Linked DNA regions of Mus musculus: regions 2, 3 and 4 are each linked to region 1. A link is a contact called in public ChIA-PET, Micro-C and promoter capture Hi-C data. All regions are on one chromosome and are shown on one strand. The core of a region is the stretch at or near the end of the contact, and the rest is flanking DNA. Distances in the headings are between cores, read along the strand shown.

The links. A called contact is a pair of places that touch in the nucleus more often than the background predicts. ChIA-PET counts read pairs in DNA pulled down with a chosen protein or histone mark. Capture Hi-C pulls out chosen DNA fragments and counts their contacts.
Region 2: an RNA polymerase II ChIA-PET map of memory CD8 T cells shows a contact between it and region 1, with 10 read pairs. The contact joins the promoter of Vps26c here to the promoter of Dop1b in region 1. A contact is called at or near these places in 1 of 39 promoter capture datasets (pre-B cells) and 1 of 115 datasets of contacts at active chromatin or transcription factors (memory CD8 T cells).
Region 3: a Micro-C map of embryonic stem cells shows a contact between it and region 1, with 4 times the contacts expected there. The contact joins the promoter of Ttc3 here to the promoter of Dop1b in region 1. A contact is called at or near these places in 1 of 39 promoter capture datasets (pre-B cells), 2 of 484 Hi-C or Micro-C datasets (B cells and embryonic stem cells) and 1 of 115 datasets of contacts at active chromatin or transcription factors (bone marrow-derived macrophages).
Region 4: a promoter capture Hi-C map of adipose tissue shows a contact between it and region 1. The contact joins the promoter of Ripply3 here to the promoter of Dop1b in region 1. A contact is called at or near these places in 2 of 39 promoter capture datasets (neural stem cells and pre-B cells), 3 of 484 Hi-C or Micro-C datasets (CD4 T cells and embryonic stem cells), 4 of 115 datasets of contacts at active chromatin or transcription factors (double positive thymocytes, extraembryonic endoderm stem cells, memory CD8 T cells and 1 more) and 3 of 9 other capture datasets (adipose tissue, embryonic stem cells and liver).

What each region holds. Positions count from the first base shown.
Region 1 is chr16:93,710,285-93,713,805 of GRCm38.p6, reverse strand. It overlaps Dop1b (DOP1 leucine zipper like protein B), which reads right to left and starts at 1,899. Exons shown (of 37, transcript NM_027293.1): 1 at 1,738-1,899.
Region 2 is chr16:94,525,059-94,528,579 of GRCm38.p6, reverse strand. It overlaps Vps26c (VPS26 endosomal protein sorting factor C), which reads left to right and starts at 1,951. Exons shown (of 8, transcript NM_007834.3): 1 at 1,951-2,242. The coding sequence starts at 2,186.
Region 3 is chr16:94,369,162-94,372,682 of GRCm38.p6, reverse strand. It overlaps Ttc3 (tetratricopeptide repeat domain 3), which reads right to left and starts at 1,944. Exons shown (of 46, transcript NM_009441.2): 1 at 1,822-1,944. It overlaps Pigp (phosphatidylinositol glycan anchor biosynthesis, class P), which reads left to right and starts at 2,133. Exons shown (of 5, transcript NM_001159618.1): 1 at 2,133-2,317; 2 at 2,491-2,594. The coding sequence starts at 2,253.
Region 4 is chr16:94,326,708-94,330,228 of GRCm38.p6, reverse strand. It overlaps Ripply3 (ripply transcriptional repressor 3), which reads right to left and starts at 1,807. Exons shown (of 4, transcript NM_133229.2): 1 at 1,632-1,807; 2 at 808-883. The coding sequence starts at 1,732.

The DNA of each region.
Region 1 (3,521 bases), core at 650-3,149:
CTCTCTCTCTCTCTCTCTCTCACACACTCACACACTCTCATACACATACTCACATACACACTCTCTCTCTCACACACACACACACTCACACACTCTCATACACATACTCACATACACTCTTTCTCTTACACACACATACACACTCTCACACACACATACACACTCACACACTCTCTCTCCTCTCTCTCTCACACACACACTCACACACTCTCATACACATACTCACATACACTCTCTCTCTCTCACACACACACACACACTCACACACTCTCTCTCATACACATACTCACATACACTCTCTTACACACACATACACACTCTCACACACACATACACACTCACACACTCTCTTCTCTCTCTCTCTCTCTCTCTCTCTCTCTCTCTCTCACACACACACACACACACACACACACACACACACACACACAGAGCTATCCGAGTCTGGTTTGGACAAGAGAGGAAAGAGGAAGGCAAGCTATCAGCAAAGGAGTCCTCGGAGCCCACAGGTGTGGACTCTCATGATGCCAGGAAGAGCTGCATCACTGAGACGGTGAGTGTCCAGGATGACAGAGAGCGCCTGGCTGCCCTTGGCAAGGAGGCTGTCAGCCAGGTATGAACAGGCAGCAGGTGCAGTTCTTTCTCTGTGAGGGCCCAATGCTGGCACAACTGCACAGGTAAGAAGCTCAGAGGTTATTCAAGCGAACCCCTTCAAAATACGGGCATGGGGAATTACAACACTACACAGTTTCTGTGTCAGCTCTACACTGATTTCACTTACGAAACACACTGGAGTCCCACAAGGGACATTACTGCCGAAAGATGGGGATATTAGGGATTAGTGGTAGGCATAGGATTCGGGCTCAGTTCTGTTATACAATGGCTAGGTCAACCTCTAAACAGCCCCTCTCACAAGCCATCTCCAACACCTATTTTTGTGAGATACAACCGCAGTTCAGTGGGCTGATAGCGCTATGGAGGCTACAAAAGATAATACGCAAAGCCCTATGCACACGTGCACCCGATACCTTTACCTTGAAACAGAAAGCATTCGTAGGAGTGCTCTCGCCTTACCCATTCCTAATTTCTAAGCTCAGGTGAAGACGCAAAAGCCATCTGCTGGATCCGGAAGTCGGTTGTAAACATGCTTACAAGGAAGGAGTATGATGAACACAGTAAAAGCCGACAATCAGCAGCCTTCCTATTTACTTGCTGATAATGTCCCTGCTTCTACAGCGCATCAACCCTCTTTACCAACTGGCCCAGTTTTGAATTCGGTCTTTTACACTGAGATCAAATAGCACTAGAGGGGGGAAAAAAAGCAAGACACCTGACACTTCACAGGAATAGCTTTTAAAGGTGGGGTGTCCTCAACAACCCTACACAGGCTTCCCGAGATGGGGACTGCTGTCACCGGGTGAGCACCTCCTCCGCGGCTTATCCGCCGGCGCAGGGGCAGGCTGGCTGGTGCACGCCGGCTGCTGGGACACCATTAGGGAACCTGGAAGCCCTGCCCAACAAAGGCTGAGCTTCCAGAACGGCCCTGGGCCGGCTAGGCTGACAGCGGTGGCCATTCGACCTCCACCTGCGGCCCGAGGCCCGCTCGCACGGACCCTGCCAGGCGCAGAAGGCCGGGTCTGAAGCCCACACCCACGCGCGGCCGTACCCGCACTGCAGCAGACGCGCCACCGCCCGAGCTCTACGCCTCTGCCGCTCCGGGCCCGCGGGGACCACACTTACCGGCGGCCGCGGACCTCGGCGGTGGGCGTGGGACGGAGCCCGTCGGCTGCGGGACAAGGCGGCTCTGCGCTTCGGCAGAGACCTCGAAGGCGGAGGTATCGCTGCGCCTCCGCCCAGCTGCCGCCACTCCCGGGAACTGGGCGGCTGGGGGCGGGGCCGGAAGGCGGGACCTCGGGGGGCGGGACCTGGAGGCAGGCCCTCGGCGTGGGGCGGGGTCCTTAGCGGTGACTGGGAGGGGCCATTGTAGGCGGGGTCATGACGTTGCGCGTGAACGGGGGCGGAGCCTTAACGGTATGGCGGCGCCTCTCTCCTCGTGGGCGGGACTCTAGGCGTGTGGGCGGGGCCTTGGTGGCGGGGTTGGTTTGGCCTCTGCGGCGTGGGGCCGCGCCCTGGTCAGTCACATAGGGCGGAGAGCGAAAGAGGAGACTTGGAGGCGGAGGGGTTGGGGGAGGGGTCTGGCAGAGTGGGTGGGGCCTCGGTGCTCAAGGCGGGGCTCTGGACGCGTGGAGCTGCCAGTGGACCGATGGTGGGTGGGGTCTCTGAGGGCGGGGTTTTTGGGGCTGGAGGCTGGTCTAAACTTGGGGGGCCAGTGGTGGGCGTGGCCTTGCGATGTAGTCGGGTAAGGTCTCACATAAACAGGCAGGTAAAACCCTGGGCTTGGGGGGTGGGTATGGGGAAGGGGGCTGAGTATGGGGAACCTTTGGGATAGCATTGAAAATGTAAATGAGGAAAATACCTAATAAAAAAAAAAAAAGAGAAAAAAAAAAAAACAACAACAACAAAAAAAAAAAACCCTGGGCTTTCCGGACTCTGGGAGCAGGGCCTTCCCAGTGTCGTGCACCCTTGGGCTTTGCGTCAGGACCACACCCACAATCTTCATCGTGGGGTGGAGGCAGGAAGAATCCCAGGTAACAGGAACAGAAGGCTTGGGGGTTCCGGGTTAAGGTGTCCATGCATCCTCGAAGAGTGATGGGGTCTGGGAGCTGGCAGGATTCACTCTGACATTGACCGTGTCTTGATGACGCCAGCAGCAGCGCTGCCAGATGAAACAGCGCCTTCTACCGACTAAGGTTATTTCAGTGATAGCCTATTCCATGAAAATTTTAGAAAGAGCTATCTAGTGCTGGCTAGTTTTATGCCAATTTGACACAATCTAGAGTCAGCTGAAAGGAGAGAACCTCGATGGAGAAAATACTTTCATAAGATCTGGCTATAAGCAGACAAAACCTTATTTTCTCAATTAGTGATTGATGGAGAGGGCCCAGCCCATTGTGGGTAAAGACATACCTGGGCTGGTGGTTCTGTGTTCTTTTTTTTTTTTTTTCTTATTTTTTTTATTACATATTTTCCTCAATTACATTTCCAATGCTATCCCAAAAGTCTCCCACACCCTCCCACACCCTCCCCTACCCACCCATTCCCATTTTTTGGCCCTGGCGTTCCCCTCTACTGGGGCATATAAAGTTTGCCTGTCCAGTGGGCCTCTCTTTCCAGTGATGGCCGACTAGGCCATCTTTTGATACATATGCAGCTAGAGTCAAGAACTATGGGGTACTGGTTAGTTCATAATGTTGCACCTACAGGGTTGCAGATCTCTTTAGCTCCTTGGATACTTTCTCTAGCTCCTCCATTGGGGGTCCTGTGATCCATCCAATAGTTGACTGTGAGCATCCACTTCTGTGTTTGGTTCTGTGTTCTATAAAAAAGCAAGCTGAGGGCTGGAGAGATGGCTCATCAGTTAAGAGCACTGATTGCTCTTCCAACGGTCCGGAATTCAAATCCCA
Region 2 (3,521 bases), core at 702-3,201, 810 kb before region 1:
GGAAAGTGATCCGGTATGGGAGGATCATCATCCGTAGGCATCACATCGGTAGTGCCCATAGGCAGAAGAGTCTGATTCATCACCATGCTTGCTCATTCTTGTGTTTCAAGAGAGAAGATGACCAAGTAGGGATGGTACTGTAGACTGGTCACAAGAACACACACACACACACACACACACACACACACACACACAATCGGGGTGCACACATGGCAGTCGGAGGACAACTGGTGGCAATTGGTTCTTTTACCAGTGATGGAACCCAGGTTGTTATCAGATGTGGTGGCAAGTACTTTTAGTCACTAAGCTATCTCATTAGCTCAAGAGAACCCCATGAAGATAAGTTGTCTTTAACCATCTTGAGGGAACAGCATTTTCCTGGGGATACTTCTTGGATGCTGGCAGTAGGGTTGACAGAGAAAGACAAGCTGGGAACTATCTCCCATTCAAATGTCTGGGGAGAAGGCTCTACTAGCCTCCCCGTTATCCATGAACGTTGTCAGACACCGCAGTATGCAGAAAAGCAGGGATCAACTCTGAGAACTCCAGCTGTTCTCTATTGGGATGCTCACCTTACTTCCACACCAGAACCACAACTTCCATTTATTACCCTCACAAAAGACCTAGTGTCCCACTTGAGCCACAAGACTGTCAATTTGACAGTCTGATATTCAGTAGCTTAAAGTGACAAAATCAAACTTATTTAACATGAGATTAAGGGATGGAAAGACTTTAAAAGAACAGTGTTTGTGGAAAGTGGACTTTTGATTCTTGTAGGACGGCCTTTGCACTCAATAAACACTGGTAGTTCCTGGAAGGAGCGCTCTTCACAGTAGACCAGCCTTCCTTAACCATGTGTGCAATTTTCAAAGAGGAAATCAGGTACATCGTCCCTGGAGGAACAAGACTCTGTAAAGCCATATATGGAAGGAAAGGCTTTTCTTTTTCTTTCCTGCACTGAATTTGTGTCTTCCAAATATCTAAGCTGTGTCCCACATGATTTTTTTAGAATTGCTAGGAAAGTCTGTAGGTCACACGGGTAAGTCCTAAGGGTAGAGATGGGAGCTGAAAATAGAGCTGTGGATACTGAGAAACATTTTATCTTAACCTTCAAAAGCAATTGCAGCCGTCGTACATCGTTCTCGGCTTCAAAACACCTAGAGTCATTCACGAAACCACTTTACAGAGAAATTTGTTATCCTAAAAGTGATATATATTTAAGAAAATAATAATCAAGGAATTCAACAAATACCATTTCTTCACATCATTTTACGTAACAAAAACATCAAGATTTGACTTGCTTATCGGAAGAGTCAGTTTACACAATTCAGTAACTAGCATGCTGGCTAACCGCAATATCCCCCCTAAAGTTCGGCGTCCACTGCGGCAGGCTGCTGGAGGGAGAAAGGGGTACGCAGGTCCGTTTCCGCTTCGACTCCAACCTTCCCGCTCGCGCGCCCGCCCGCCCGGATACCCCACAGAACACCAAGACCACTTCCAGAGCTGGCGCCTGGGGAGTACCCAGAAGCCTCCGCGGCCGCGGAGCCGCGAGCAGCCGCAGAGCGAGGTCACCTCGCGCTTCCCGAAACCTTGGCTCTGCGTCGTGGGCGTGGCCTGAGGGGGCGTAGCTGCGGCCCTCCACCAATCAGCGCCCAGCAGGTCGCAAGCGCGGGGCCACGCCCCTGCGGTTGGCACGGACTCGTCCGCCCGGAGGATACTGGCGGTGGCGCCTCAGAACATCTGGCAGCAGACGCGGCTACAGGGATGGAGGAAGCGGATGACAGGAGGGGACACGTTCCTGCTATCACTTCCGGAAACCCACCTCCGAAACGCAGCCTTTCGCGCCGCACAGCCCGACGGGAAGGCAGCCTTCCTGTGTAAAAAAAACGCTGCGAAGCGGCCTCGCCCCCGCCGCGGGGCACGCCGGGAGAACAGAGAGCACACTCCCGCGTTCCGGAAGTGTGTGTGTGTGTGTTCGCGCGCGCGCGCGCGCGCGCGTGTGGGTTTCGTGCCCCTGTCCGCGCTAAGCCACGCCCTGTGCCCGAAGGAGGGAGGTGTGTGAGGTGTGGCGCGAAAGCCGGTCACGTGCCACCACTGCGGAAGGCGCCGGAGGGGCGGGTTCGTAGGGGGCGGGGCAACCGGGTCACGAGTGGCCGGAAGTTGCGGCCTTTGCGGATAATCTGAGATGGGGACCACTCTGGACATCAAGATTAAAAGAGCGAATAAAGTGTATCACGCCGGGGTAAGTGGAGGGGTGTTGGGCTTCAAGCTCTGCGGTCTCCAGCACGGCTCGCGCGGCCCCGACGCTAGATGGGCGTGCCCTGCGGTCCTGTCCAGTGTGGGGCTGGGGGCCGGCGGCAGGCGGGCGGGCGGCGGGCTCGAGCTGTCGCTCTGGGGGTGAAGAGCAGATGACAAACGCCCCTTTCTGCAGAAGAGCTTTCAGAACAGACATGTGTGCTCCAGGCTGTGGTCAATCCTAAAGCAGAGTTCTCTTGTAAGCCTCTCACCGCGGCAGGATCCATTACCCTAGTTGTAGAATGCAATCGCCCTGTCTCTACCTCCGGAGACACCAGCACAGCAGCCGTGGAGTCACAGCTAGCTTCTGCACACAGTTCAGTGGATACAAATGCAGCGTGGTGTTGAAAGGGAAAAACATCCCAGGTGAACATCTTAAATGGACGCTAAAGGCTAGAAACCTGATTATTTTAAAAAGATTCCAGTGAGCCACCCCACTTCCATCCTCACCACACAGGAAGCTATATTCGTGATTTGTCTAGTAGACATCATTCAAAGACCCCTCCCCCACAAAACAAAATCCCAAACACCAAGTTGCCATCACCCCTTATAAAAGCGACTGTACTCTGGCAAGATGCACTAAGAAAGTGGAAACTCACTTATGCTAGATCACTGCGAAAGTATTTAGTTAGTTCATAAAGGAAACGATCTATCCTGCCTCAGTTGAGGCACACTGTCAAACCACTGCCATATTAAAGCTGTCAGTTTCATGAAAAGCAATTGGAGGCCAGGGGAAGTGGCTCAGATTGTAAAATAGTTGCCAGTACCGCATAAAATCAGACGTGGTGGTGGGTGTCTGTAATCTTACCACTTAAGACAGGGTCAGAACATTATGATCATCCTTAGCTGCATATTGAGTTTGATACGAGCCCAGGGGCCATAAGATAAGGGCTGGAGAGATGAATCCACTGATCTTCGGAGGGTCCAGTTCTCAGCTGCCATGTCAGACCATTCACAACTCCCTGTAACTCCCAACTGCAGGGAATCTCACACTTCTGGTCTGATTGGACTGCACTCACAGACACAGTGTATAACATAATTTGAAATAAATCGTTTTAAATGGTAAGTCAGTAAAATTGTTGGGGTTTTTTTTGTTTGTTTGTTTTGTTTTTTTCCGAGACGGTTTCTCTGTGTACCCCTGGCTGTCCTGGAACTCACTCTGTAGACCAGGCTGGCCTCGAACTCAGAAATTCACCTGCCTCTGCCTCACAAGTGCTGGGATTAAA
Region 3 (3,521 bases), core at 695-3,194, 660 kb before region 1:
CAAAAGTGTGCACAGCAAACAGGTACAGAGATATTTATTGCAGGACCGTTTTAAAGAGTAAAGACTATAAACAATTCCAAAGTCCATCAAAATGAGTACAATGCAGTGCTATACCAACATTTATAATAATTCAAAGAAAGTACAATTATTCGATTTATTCATATATAAATCTCAAAACGTGATGCTGAGTGAAAAAGCAAGTTGCAAAAAGTCACAATTTTATATCACTTTGGTTAAAAACAAATACTATGTATTGTTTATATATTCACCATTACCAAATTATAAGTTATGCATGGAAATGATACACACAAACCTGAACACAGTGGCTATCTCTAGGTAAGGAGGGGCTCAAACTCTCAGCATCTCCAAAAATGTTTAAGCTTTTTTTTGTTTGTTTTTGTTTTTGTTTGTTTTGGAGAATCTGAAGTAAATTTGGCAAAAAAATAAATATATAACAAACAAAATGGCCTGATTTGGTTAGATCTACCTGTGTTTAATCTCTAAGTATTCCAGAAATTAAAAGAGAAAAAAGGAAAATTAAGCAACAATAAGAAAACCGAGCAGGAGAGAAAGACAATCCGCAGCCCTTGAGCGCAAAGCACAAACCCCTGACAAGCACAGTAGTGGCAATTGAATCCCTAGGAGAGTTTTACCGTATAACAAACCCATTTTTCTTAAAATAAAATACACATTTCTTGAAAGAACGTGTTCTAACTAGAGCTGTGGTTGTGAGAAAACTGCCCCGGAGAGAGCAGTAAAACCTGTATGATTTCAACCCTGTTCCCTTGATCCCTCGCCAGAGTCCAGAGCTTTAAAAGGCTGCTATAAACACCCTGCAATACCCAGTGTTAGCCATCGCCTGGTGAGAGGCACAAGCACAAACGGTGGAAAGAATTTGCAAACTGAAGGACGTCTGGAAACTACAAGCTTCTGAGAAAGGTACCGTGCAGTGGTACCGACACACCCTCGGCTTCATTTTGGTCCTTTGTCCCCCCACCCCCCTAGTCTGTCCCCTCCCCAATAGGAGATGGCAGCCCAGGCCTCAGTGACGTCGCCAGCACTGCGGAGCAGCAGCCCTGCGCAGGCGTAGGAAAAGGCTGCAGGTGGGGAGGTGGGGTGGGGGGCAGCTCTGCGTCCCTCCCGGGTCCTCCCAGAAACGGGGGTGGGGGTGGGGGGGAGAGGCGCGCACACACAGACCAGGGGCAGCGCGCACGCGCGTCACCGCAATTCCAACCCCGCGCACGCCACAGGGCCCCTACACAGCGCACCTTTGGGGACCCTCGAGGACGCACGCGCGCGCCTGCCACTGCAGCCTGCCGCAGCGGCGGGTGGGCGGGCGCGCGCGGGTGCTGAGGAGGGGGCGCGCACACCACAGGGAAGGCAGTGACAAAGGTGGGAGGGGAACCACCATCCTCAGAGGATGAGAAGGACGCCCACGCCGTCGTAGGGAAGGGAGAGCGTAGGAACAAAGCGGGCCAGCCGCAGACCCAGAGGCGCGTCCCCGAGCGCTCGGAACGCGGGAACGGGTACCTGACCCGGGATGTCACCCGCACGCCAGGCGACGCGCACACAAAAGACCCCCCTTCTACCGTTAAGGACGCCCGAGGGTCACTGGACAAAGGGAACACACCCACAAGGGCAAGGGCGGCCACACCCCCTCAGCGCGCGGGCGCTCGGCGAGACGCGCGGCGACGCGCACACCCACACTCACCACACACCCACGGAGGGAGGTGTGGAGCGCCCCGATGCCCGGGCATCTCGGCTGCGGCGGGACGCGCAGACGCTTCCGTGAGCCCCGCCGCGCGCAGGGTCTGCACTCACCCGGGCCCGCAGCCCGCGAGCCTCAGACGCGGGCTGCCGACGCCTCCGGCCCTCCACGTCAACCAGACCCGCAGAGCGAACGCTCCGCGGCTCCTGAGGCGGGCGGGTCACGTGGCTTAGGGTGCGCATGCGCAGTCGCCGCGTCGCCCCCTCAGCTCGGTGGGGTGGGTGGTGAGACCGTGCTAGCCCCCTCGCTGCGGTCGCGGTGCGCCTGCGCCAAGCGGCGGGGGCGCCTGCCAGCCTCTGCTTTTCCTCAGGTTTTTTTTTTTTTTTAATTTCCGCCCACGCTGCGGGGGTAGCTGAGCCGCGCCTGCGCATTGGACTGAGTGGGGCTGAAGGGTGGGGACGGGTGGGCGTCGGTGCTCGCAGGACTCAAGGTCCCGGGCCTCCTGTTTCCTCTGAGCCTCACGAAGGCTGGGACAGGGCCCATCATGAGAGGGCAGGACTCGGGGCCTCTGTCCAGCCCGGGCCCCTTCCTCGCCTCAGAGGGTCCGAGGTGCGCATTTTCCCCGCAGCGCGCGCTCCCGCCGCCCCCTCAGCTGCAGTGGCGCGCGCGCGCGAACATCCGCAGTGGCTGTGTCCGCAGCAAGCGATGAGATTATGTAACAGACCATTGGTGAAGGGGGGCGGGGGGAGATGTCTGACGACGATTGTGTTCCTTTTCCACAGATTGTCTAAAGCCACAGGGAAGATGGTGGAAAATTCACCGTCGCCATTGCCAGAAAGAGCGATTTATGGCTTTGTTCTTTTCCTAAGCTCACAATTTGGCTTCAGTAAGTACTGGAATGATGGATGGCCAAGGCCCTTAATGGTATTGAGAACCAGGAAATAATGTGTTTGTCCTTAGAACGTACACACATGAACTGTTGATTCTTTCTACCTGTGTCTCTTCACGAGTCCTAAAAGGGGTACCGTTTGTTTGCTCAGTTTATGTATGCAGTTCTAGATGAACTCTCCAATATTTATTTAGCACTAGGCTTGATGCTAATGTGAATAAAACCTGGCCCCAATCCTTGAGGTCATAGTCATGTGGAGAAGCATAGTAAACCCACAGTTCAGAGAGCATGATGAGTGCCCTGGAAGAGCCTTGGAAGGTTTAGAAATTGGGGTTAGCTACCTCCAGGCCACTCCCTGGCAGTTCTATCAGAATAAGTCAGGAAGGACCATGGATAGAGTCTCTGAGTGAAGGCCTGTGAAGGTTTGGAAGTGAGATGCTTATAGCTCCAGGATAGCATGCTGTAGCTGAAGAGTGAAGATAATGGGCCAGAGAAGTCAGGTGTAAGAATGTACCCTTAACGTCTGGGATCTGCATTAATGCCCACAATGTTCCATTTTGTAGATGAGGCCACTGAGGCTTACAAAACAAAACAAAACAAAAACAAAGAACAAAAACAAACTTAATATGACCAACTCAACAAACAGAACCAAAGTCCCTCTTCAAATAGTTTGGAAGATATGAGGCAATCAAGTGGTAGAAAATTGAATGCCCACAATCCAACCTGGTCCTTGATAGAAATCAGAATGTCTATGTGGAGGTATCCTTCCCAATTCTTAAGTGAAAAGTACTAGCTTAGCTGTAGTGTAGTGGGATGAAGAAGCTACAGTTACTGGCTCTTTCGTGGAATCATTGTTTGGCCTGAGAGCTTTGTGTTTTGCATGAAGTGAACCTGTGAAGTAGGTGCTGCCTTGCTTCCTCAGTT
Region 4 (3,521 bases), core at 558-3,057, 620 kb before region 1:
TAAATGCTAACTGAATTAAAGCACTCAGTATTCAAAGAAAATAACTTAAATGTAAAAGAATAATAGAGGAGTAATTTCCCACAGTTAACTTTTCATATCACATCTATCTGTACATTAAGCTGTATCCCACAGGTGTTGTGTAAGTGAGATGCATGGCCCTTCCTAAGCTACCTCCACTGTTTTAAAGGTCCATTTATATTTGAGAATATAGCAAATGTAAGCAAAACATTCGCTTAATAAGTCAAAAGCAATTAACCGGCAAGGCAAAGATAAAGGGATAGCTGTGGCAATTAATCTTTGCTGACAAAGCCCGGTGCTTGAGTGTATTTGCACAGAGAACAGAAGATCCTGCAAGAGTTCTTGCAGACAGGGCCAGACAAGGGTGGGAGCTTTTAACTGCACTGTCTGGGCACCTGAGGTGGATGGAGGTCTGCCTGCTTTGCAGTGTGGTACATAATCAGCTTTTCTCTAAGGGGGCTGGGCTTTGCCCCTCCCTCCCCCATGCTCTGGTTTATAGAAGAACCCTCCTCTCCCACCGCTGCATGTAATTACCATGCAAAGCCCATGTCCTCAGCTGTTTGCTTTTCAAGGACGGAGGAGCAATCGCGAGCCCAGTGGGCCCATTAGCACCTCCGTTCACTCTGGGCTCTACCCACCAGACCTTCAGGAACTTACTTGTGGGTTAGGCCAAGCTAAGCACGAGAGAGGAGTCCTTCCCCCGGGTTTTGGTTTTGTTTTCAAAGTTATTATAGACGTGGTGCCGCTTTCTGGATTGACTATTGCCTACAACAGTCACATTTAGCTTACCGGACGTTCAGTTCTGGTCAGTTCAGCATCTCCGGGGGGAGGCGACATCCACGGTCTCCACGGGGCTGGAATGGAACTGGAAACAAGCACCAGGAGAGACTGAACTCCTGGCGTTTCTGCCGCCCCGCCCCCCCAAAGGTTACTATGAGGTTGATACCATAGTGTCTGTTTGACAAAGAGTCCCTGCACACACCATGATCCCTTAAGGTCTGTCTGCCGATGGGCCAGTCAGTACTTTACCTGTTCCTGCCTCCTGAAGAATTCTCCGGGCTCTGCTTCCTAGTACACTCTGAGATGGGAAGCCCCAAATCTAACCTATTATTAGGGCGCGTGTGAGTGGAGATTATTTTTTCTCCTAGCAAATCTCTCATTGATACCTCAAATTTTTCTAATACAGATGGTTGGTTTCAAGTACACCACCTCTGCTGCTGGAGACTCCTTAGACTACTATGCCAAAGGCGTTTCTGCATCGCCAAACTGCTCCGCTTCCTACCTACCCAGCTAATCTGATTTCCTTAAACTTCACAGCTTTAAAGATAGCGATGTCCCTGGATGGGCAAACACCGATCCCCAGCGTAGGGCAGGAGACTGTCACTTTGTGATAGACCGCAGGATCCTTTTATAAATTTCTTATGGGGCCCCCAGCCTTCAGTATTTTCCAGCTGGATCAATTTCAGATCCTCAATACACGCAAGTGTTGCCCATTTCCTTGCCAGATATCCGCGGGGTCCCTGCACTTCAGACAGGAGTTTGCAGTAGTCGATCTCAGGTTAAGGAGCTCAGTGTCTGGGTGCACCTCCACCGGGGCCACAGGACACCCTCACCTTTCGGGCCCGCGTGGCAGCGGTAGCCTCCCGGGATCATCCCCCGGACAGTGGCAGAGGCGTCCCCGCGCCTCCCGGACTCCGGCCGCCTCCGGTCTCATGGTGCGGGTGTCGCGCGAATCTCTCAGCCCGACGGCGCCTGGTCCCCCTGGCTGAACGCGCTCACCTACCCGCTCACTCGGCGCCAGGTTTAAAAACTGGGGCGGGGCGGGGAGGGGACTCGGGGAAACTGCGCCCCGTGGGGAGGGGGAGGGCAAGGGACCTCGGGAAGGGACGGAGGAAGCAGAGGGTGGAGACCAGAAAGGCTCAAGGAAGAGAGCAGGGTCGGGACGGCGGGGAGGGGTGTGTGTCCAGAGTGGAGAAAGGACAAAAGAAAACCAGGAGGGTCACTGGCGGAGCGGGAAGCGCAGGGCGGGACAGACGGCCTACAGGGCCTCCGAGATGACGGGTGGCGGCTGCGCGTCCCGGGGAACAATTTTCCCCACTGCTGAGCAACTCCTGGGGCCGCTGCCCTCGGGGCTCTGATCCCTAAAAGCATGAAGCCCCACCCCGCACCCCAGTTCTCCCAGAGTTTCCCTTTCAGCACTGTGAGAGGTGGTGAGTGTGGGGCACAGAGTCCTCGCTACACCGAGGGTCAGGACAGCTCCACGAGTGGGTGACAGCTGGGTTTACGAAGCCAGGCGAGGGTTTAGGCGCAACCTCCGCACCGACGAAAGCCTTAAGATGGGGGAGGGGTGCTTCCTGTTAGGGGTCACCAGTCAGGACCCCGGGTACCCCTTTGCCCAATAACCTGTTCTCCAGTGCCAGGTGACTGCATGTGAACACTGTAGCTTGGTCTGTGTCATTTAAATTAAGTGACTCGGGTTTTAAAAACCGAGAGGGGTGGGGAATAAAATGTTTTCGAATGGTTTATTTAAGATCTGGGGAATATTTAACACCAATTAAGGGCAAATAGGAAAGAGGGAGTATTTACAAATTTTATTTACAGTATTAAAAGCCCTGAATATAAAGCAGGAAGCTGGGAGTGAGCAAACAATGTGAACTCACGAACACAGTTAAGGTGTCAGTGGTTTCTTGTTGTTTTAATAAAAAAACACCTAGATGTGGGTGCCTTTTAAAGAACTTTGATAACGTGTATCTGTGAGCCCAAAGAATGAAAAGGTATCTAGTGACAGCCAAGTGTTCCCAATAGTATGTAAAGGATGGGGGTATGTTATATAGCTGATAAAAACACACTCATGTTGAGCCATCACTCAGGAGGCAGAGGCAAGGGGATCTCTGTGAGTTCAAGGCCAGCCTGGTCTACAGAGTGAGTTCCAGGACAGTCTAAGGATGCACAGAGAAACCCTGTCTCAGAAACTTAAATAAATAAATAAATAAATTTGTGCAGGTCTCTTTTCTCTCCTAGTCCTGTGTCTGAAATCCAGGAACTCTACGGAGTCCTGAACACTATGGAAAATTAGATAAAAGGTTATTTTTAGATCATTTTATCTTATGTGTGTTTTACCTGCATGCAGGTCTGCCCACCATGTTACCTTTCCATCCTCTGGAACTGGAGTTACAGACGGTTGTGAGCCACCATATGGCCGTTGAGAACCAAATCTGAGTCCTCTGCAAGAGCAACAAGTGCCCTTAACCATTGAGCTGTGTCTCCAGCCCCTAGATACAAGGTTTAGAAAGAGGAGCTGCTTAGGGTAACTTTGTTTTTACATTTGTTTGTTTGTTTGTTTGCTTATGTGTATGGGCAAGACATGTGGGGGCCAGAAGACATCTTGTGGGGGGCTGCTCTTTCTGTCTCCCAGGTGGATTCTGGGATGAAGCTCAGCATTTCTTGGCTTCTTTATCTGATGAGTTATCTTACTGACCCAGCTTTAAGGATTTTTAAAATGT